Regions from separate parts of the Mus musculus genome. Here region 1 is linked to region 2. The links are chromatin contacts, called in public promoter capture Hi-C maps. All regions are on one chromosome and are shown on one strand. The core of a region is the stretch at or near the end of the contact, and the rest is flanking DNA. Distances in the headings are between cores, read along the strand shown. Region 1 holds the start of Bloc1s4 (biogenesis of lysosomal organelles complex-1, subunit 4, cappuccino). Region 2 holds the start of Htra3 (HtrA serine peptidase 3).

Region 1 (3,542 bases), core at 693-3,192, 1.1 Mb before region 2:
TTTAAAAAAAAAAAAAAAAAAAAAAAAAGTGTACTCTATCTGCAGTTACACTTGCATGCCAGAAGAGGGCATTAGATCCCATTACTGATGGTTGTGAGTCACCAAGTGGTTTCTGGGAATTGAACTCAGGAGCCAGTGCCATCTCTCCAACCCTGGAATGGAAGTAGCATTTTTAAGAGCAGTTAGTATTTTTTTCTTTATTATTATTTTTTAATCCTGGGCTATGAAAGGCTGATATTCTTTGTCTCCGTGGCAAGTTCTCCCCGCGATGTGTTTCAGGTTCACAGCGATAGACTCCAGTCAGCTGACCCAGATGGACTGACATGATGGAGAACTGAAGCAGCTTGTAGCTTTCTCTATTTTGTTGCTCAAAGTTGTTTTTCTTCTCTAATTCCTAATTCCCAGTGGGAAAAGAGGTCATGTGAGCTCTACCCAGAGAGAGGATGTGTTTAACACCTAACAAAACTCCAACCACCCAGTCTTTTGCAGGATGCGTGTGGGTACCTGCCTGTGTATGAGTATGTCAATAGTAAACAGCCAACACTTTTCCTAACTGTTCCCTATTGGGGATCTGGTTTACGTCTCCTGACAATGGGGTCCAGGCCATTTGGACAAAATACCCACTACAAATCCCATCAAGACAAGGGCATCTCTACTTTATGCCTGTCTTCACTTGACAATGTTGAAGAATAAGGCCCTAAGTTTCCCAAGGACCTGCCAGACTGCATGGGTCTCAGAGACGCCACCTTGGATGTTTCTATGAATATTAAGAATTTATTCCTACCTTGTTTTTGTGTTTGTTTGTTTGTTTTTCTGGTAGCATTGTGATGGAATCCATGCTTGGGTGAGAGTACTTCTTTTGTGAGGAGGCTGAGATGACCACTCGTTAGGTTGACTTTTGTGTTCCACTGTTCTTGCTTTTGCTTACAGTTTATTTTGCTATCGCTGGTAAGGGAAAAGAGGCAGGCTGGAGCCTCACATGGGTGCTGGTGGGTACTACACAGTGGATAGATGTGGGAACAAGTCTAAGAGAGCTGTGAACTTACTGTGAACTACGGATAGGCCATTGTGTGGGATGTTCTTCCCACAAGGTGGCCTTCTAGAAAGAATTACATAAACTGTGATAAGAGGATACGCAAGGACGTGCAGGAAATGCCCTGGCATGTCCCCGTTATCTCTGTGGGAAAGACAAATAGGAGGGATATTCTTGGCTCTTTTCACAAGACCAAAGATGATAACACCAGGTATATTTTCTGTACTTGTATTTGCTAAAACTAATCATAAATGTCACCTCATATTTTGCTTCCTTTAATAATAAAAATGAGAAGTTCTTTGTATTATTCTTGAGCTCAAACACCTGGAGTCCCCCAGTTCCTAGACAGGGCTTTGGAATATCCTTCCATCTACGGAGATTTAGCCTTGGCTGGCTACAGGGCAGGTGGAGCAACAGAGGTAACCTGCTGTGACGGTATGGACAGCCTCAGCTCTGCTTCAATGTATTTCTCTGACACTATCATTTGTCAATTTACCACCAATCTACCTATCATTCCATTATCTATTGATCTGTCTGTCTGTCTGAGACAGAGCCTCACTACAGGACCCTTGGTGGCGTGAAACTGGCCAGGCTGGCCTTGAATTTAAGAGATTTGTCTGCCTCTGACTCCTGAGTGTTGCTACCAAAGGCCTGTGCCACTGGTCTAATCTATTTGTCATCTATTATCTATCTGCCATCTACCCATCTTTCTATCTATCCTCTAATCGTCTGTCACCCTCTTTGGATTACTAACTTGTGCAAACTCTGCTGGCACACACTACGAACGCACCGACAAGCCAGCCAGAAGCACTGCGGGCTCTCTGGGCATGTGGATAGTAGGCTTGGCTACTTGTTAGGGGCGTGACGTCTTTAGGAGGCGCCGGAAGCAGGCATCTCAGACCGTAACGCAATCGCTCAGCACCGGAAGCGGCCGAGCGGGCCATGGAGGAAGGACCCGCCGTCGGAACCCTGTCTCGAGAGGTCTCTACCGAGGAGGCCGAGCCGTTGGGCGCCGCGTGGAGCGGGGACAGCGGCCACGTCTCGCAGAGCCACAGCAGCGCGTCCGGGCCGTGGGACGATGACGGCCCCGAGGACGCGCCGGGCCGCGACCTGCCGCTGCTGCGCCGCGCCGCCTCGGGCTACGCCTCCAGCCTGCTGCCCAGCGCGGGACCGAGGCCAGAGGTGGAGGCGCTGGACGCCAGCCTGGAGGAGCTGCTGGCCAAGGTGGACGAGTTCGTGGGCATGCTGGACATGATCCGCGGGGACTCGTCGCATGTGGTGGGCGAGGGCGTGCCCCGGATCCACGCTAAGGCGGCCGAGATGAGGCGCATCTACGGCCGGATCGACAAGCTGGAGGCCTTCGTGCGGATGATCGGGAGCAGCGTGGCCAGGATGGAGGAGCAGGTCGCCAAGGCCGAAGCCGAGCTGGGGACCTTCCCGCGGGCCTTCCGGAGGCTGCTGCATACCATCAGCGTCCCCGCTCTCTTCAGGTCGGCGCCCAGCGGGCCCCAGCGCGCGGCGTACGAGCCGCCAGTCCTGTTTCGGACCGAGGACCACTTCCCTGGCTGCGGTGACAGACCGCAGCTCTGAGCGTGTGCGCCTCCACCGCATGAGGACTCCAGCGAGACTCTTGTCCCAAGTGTTAAGAAATCCTGTGAACTGGCGTATGTGATGCCGGGATGTGAAAGGTTAAAGTTTATTTTCTGCAAACGACTTGACATCGTCAGTATTCGATGCCAAGAGTGTAGGTCTCTATGTCTTCCAGTTCGGATTCGAAAGCTCTTTGGTGGGGACCTGGGGAAGCCAACTGAATTAATTTATCGGTGCAATACGGCAGAGCTGTTATTTTTATGGCCTTTATTACAGTGAACAGTGTTTCCTTGTTAAGATTTATATATTTATATGATCAAAAGTGCCCAAGAAATTAAAGCTGTATTATTAAATCCTAACAGTGGTTCAGTTTTCTGTAGCCTTCTGGGATAGATAGTAAATTGTTTTGTATTATATTCAATTTTCTATGGTGTAGACTGTAAGCCAAAGGAAAGAAGACAGTTTCTTAAGATAGCAAACTGGGCGTTTTGTTGCAGGGAGTCCTGAAGTTGTATTTGACAGTTTGACTGGAAGCTTAGTTTATCAAAGCAAGAATATTAATGTATGGTTGTCAGTGTTCTATTTATAGCACATCAATTAAAATGTTAAATTTCTTTGGCAGAGATTTCCTTCTGGAGATTATTTACCATAGTTTGTTTGGAAATGAGCCTGTCGTTCATGTTTTTAGTAGTGGGGTAAGAAAAGGCAACTTCCTTCTTTGGAAGGTTTGTGTGAAGAGCCAACCTCGCTGCTCTTCTCACAGTTCTGCGGTTCTTCCCCCGAGTCTCGTTGAGCAGAAGGGTTTTGTTCTTTCACTTTGGGGCACACGGGTCCCTTACCAACAAACTACTATTTCCTAAGTTGGTTCTCCCAGGTAGTACTCAGCTGAGTCTCTTGCTGTCTGTCAGGGTAAAGTCGG
Region 2 (3,636 bases), core at 492-2,991:
GGTACACCCTAGCTGCAACCAGCTCTATGCTGGTTCATGGTGAAGAACTGCAGTACATGGAAAGGGGAAAAACACAGGCTGATGGGGCTGGATGGGTCAAGCCAGCCACCCACCACAGTTAGAGAGTGGGCATCAGGGAAGAGTCAGGCCAGAGCCCACTCACACTGTTGGATGACAAAGGCTGTCAAGTGTCTGATGCCTCTTTCTGTCCTGAGAGTAGGAAGAGCTGCCCCTACCCTGGTGGACTACATAGGAGATGCCAGGCCCTTGCAGATCAAAGGCCTGGGGTCACTCAGACTCCAGAGAGAGGCCCAAGGTGTCCCTGTGACTGAGTGAGAAACTGTAAAGGGCTAAGGCAGCAGGGGGAGCCACTGCCCTGCCTTTGCACAAGACTCCCTGGAAGCTTCCAGAACAAAGACAGAGCCTGGAATGGACTCCCTCTTAGAAGCGAGGCTACAGCTGTGTCTATCCTTTAATTCCAAGCCTCGGCTTCCCTTCTGTACAGGTGACTGAAAGCATTTATGCAGCCATAGTAAGGGTCAGGTCAGGTGACCAGGGAGGATGATGTGACCCAGAGGGAAAAAGTTGGACTCGAGACCTCGGACAAAGCGAATGTGAGTGAAACCTGTAACTCACTGTCATTTTCCAGCCTCACTCTGAGGCCCCCACACTCACCCCAGGGGTAGGAGGGCACAGGGAACCTACTCAAACATGTGGAACAGCTTGCCATGACATACACGGTAGAGCAAAACCTTGTTTGCATCATTTCCCCATCTGCATTGGAGAAGTCCGGAGGGAGACCTGGCCTGCACTTCTGTTAAGAGAAAGTAATGCTTTCCCCCTCCTCACACACAACACCACAACATCACTACCCCCCCCCCAATACACCACACACACATACACTACCACCTCTACTAGGTGAGTGCTCACACCTGGAACCCCACTTCCTTTTTTCCCAAACAACTCAGTCTGATGAGGCCACTCTGCTTCCTGGCTACTGGGCTTTTCCCAGACCTGGAACCAGACTGCTCCCCAGGCCTTCCTCCTCTGCCCTCCACCAACATCCATCCAAGGTATGTGTGGCTTTATCAACTCATGGAAGCAGAGGTGTCACCATACCACACCACACCACACACCCTCCAGTGTGCTACCTGTTTCCAGTGCTGTTGAGAAACTGCAGAAGGTAACAGCTTCCTGCCAAGCTACTCTACTATGCTTTCTTTCCCTCCAGAGTTGCACACCAGGTTCTCCAGCCCCTGGAACAACGGATTCATTCAGTCTAGGGCCACCTCCCAGGGAGGCTCTGTTGGGTCCTCTGACTCCTGAAGCTCCAGCCACTAGCAACTTGACCTCCTGTACCCTGCTACCTGTCCTGGGTCTGAAGTAGCTTGGTGATTGCATGAGGAGGCACCAAAGTGTTGGGGAAAGTTGAGCAGGTGCTTTCTGTTCCTGCACTGCCTGGTGTCCTGGTACTGCCTGGTGTCCTGGCACTTCCAACGACTCTGAGGTAGGAGGTGCTCAGTAATCCTTGTAGAAGAAACAGAAGGACAACAGGCAGCAACCAGAGTTCTAGATCTGAGAGAGCCCAGAATAGATCCAAGGCAGATGGCCCCCCTCCAGCTGAAGATGGGAGGAAGGGAGCACCTGGCTGCTTTCTAAGTATCCGCTCCAATGTTGCCCGGTGGAGTGATGCAGAGCAGGAGGGGTCTAGGTTTGGGGCCTTGCTGAGCTTGGCTGCTCAAGTAGAGTAGGGGTTCCTCTGTGAAGGAGAGCTAGGGACAGAATTTGGACTTGTTCATGTCTCTGGGGTTGCGGTCAGGTCCCTGGCTAGGACTGGAGTATTCCGAAGCAGCTCCCCTTTCCCAGACCCTCATTCTGGGCCGGCAGACCTGTCACCCAAAGTGCACACCAGGCAAGCGGGGAGCAGGAGGCTCCGGGTGGGTCCCCACCAGCCGGGGCGGGGTCCCGTGGGGCAGGGGCGGGGCTGGCGGCGGGCAGGGCCGCCCCTTCCAGCGAGGGCAGACTGTCTTGGCCTTTAAGCGCCTGCTGAAGCTCGGCTGAGAGAGGCCCGGGTCAGTCCCCACACCATGCCCTGTTTGCGCTCCGGGCCAGAGTGCGCCTGAGCGGTTCGGGCCTCGGTATCCCCGCGGGTCTTGCGCCGCCGCCTCTCCGCGATGCAGGCGCGCGCGCTGCTCCCCGCCACGCTGGCCATTCTGGCCACGCTGGCTGTGTTGGCTCTGGCCCGGGAGCCCCCAGCGGCTCCGTGTCCTGCGCGCTGCGACGTGTCGCGCTGTCCGAGCCCTCGCTGCCCTGGGGGCTATGTGCCTGACCTCTGCAACTGCTGCCTGGTGTGCGCTGCCAGCGAGGGCGAGCCCTGCGGCCGCCCCCTGGACTCTCCGTGCGGGGACAGTCTGGAGTGCGTGCGCGGCGTGTGCCGCTGCCGTTGGACCCACACTGTGTGTGGCACAGACGGGCATACTTATGCCGACGTGTGCGCGCTGCAGGCCGCCAGCCGTCGTGCGTTGCAGGTCTCCGGGACTCCAGTGCGCCAGCTGCAGAAGGGTGCCTGTCCCTCTGGTAAGCTCCACCAGGAATCAAAAAAGCCTTACTCTGAGGAAACTGAGGTCCAGGGGAATCTGTCCACTTCCACTAGGCAGCCTTTTAAGAATAGTTCACACAACCCTCTGGCTTTCTAGATGGGGAAACTGAGGTCCCCAAGAGATAAATGCTGTCCCCAAAGTCACAAAAAGTTAGACTTAAACTCTAGTGTGGCAGCCTGGTAGCGTCTGGTGGGCTGTGAGGCTCTGACCCAGCCACACTCCTGTTTCTTAGAGTCCTCCAGTGACTTACAAGGGAACGAGCGTCAAGCAATCTTTTCCTGGTCTCTGTCTTCAATTCCTGCTCTGTTTTCTTCTGTCAGGCTGTGCTGGGTGCTGGTTCTGTGTGCCTGTCTTGGGCCTGGCTGTCTGAGAGGCAGAGGGTTTTCAGGGTGGCCAGGCACCTGCATTACTCTGCTCCCTTCATGGTTGTGTTTGGTGTACTCTTCTCTGCTCTCCCATGTGACAGATACTATTAACATCAGGTTCTGGGCAGAAACCAGTAAGAATGGAATTGTTCTTTACAGATTGAGCCATTTGTAAGAAAAAAATCTTTTCTGGCCTGACTGTCCCTAACTGGAAACAGTGTATCAGTGCATGGCATAAAGCAGACCTTCTGGTACCCTCGAGACTTCTAGACTGTGGAGGGCACAGAGCTATGGAGAGAGAGGAGAATGTCAGTCTGAGGATCAGGCAGGCATCCATCACTAAGAATGGCAGGATTCCTGTGGCTATTGGCAGGATCTTAGGCTTCAGAGACCCACTGTCCTCAGTTGATCGCTTCATTGTGTTCTGGGTACCTGACTATGAGCGATCTGGTGTCAGGCCTGGGAGAAGCCCCTGCAAGGAATATGTAGCCAGGGGACAACAGATGCTGAGTCTCAGCATTACTTCCTGTGCTGGGTCTATGAGCCACCTCCCAAGAGAGGTGTTGAGTTGGGACAGTAAATGGGGCTCCCTGGCAAGGATGGGGGAGAGTGGAGAGGCTTGGGCAGAGCAGAGACCAAGATCTGATCTAGAGCGCGCTGGCCACCATCAA

What was found. Promoter capture Hi-C pulls out the DNA fragments that hold promoters and counts their contacts.
Region 1: a contact with region 2 is called in a promoter capture Hi-C map of liver, with 2.9 times the contacts expected there. The contact joins the promoter of Bloc1s4 here to the promoter of Htra3 in region 2. A contact is called at or near these places in 3 of 39 promoter capture datasets (the C10 cell line, liver and pre-B cells).

What each region holds. Positions count from the first base shown.
Region 1 is chr5:36,747,079-36,750,620 of GRCm38.p6, reverse strand. Bloc1s4 (biogenesis of lysosomal organelles complex-1, subunit 4, cappuccino) reads left to right here and starts at 1,942. Exons shown (of 1, transcript NM_133724.3): 1 at 1,942-3,247. The coding sequence starts at 1,976. The coding sequence ends at 2,623.
Region 2 is chr5:35,677,885-35,681,520 of GRCm38.p6, reverse strand. Htra3 (HtrA serine peptidase 3) reads left to right here and starts at 1,741. Exons shown (of 9, transcript NM_030127.3): 1 at 1,741-2,577. The coding sequence starts at 2,175.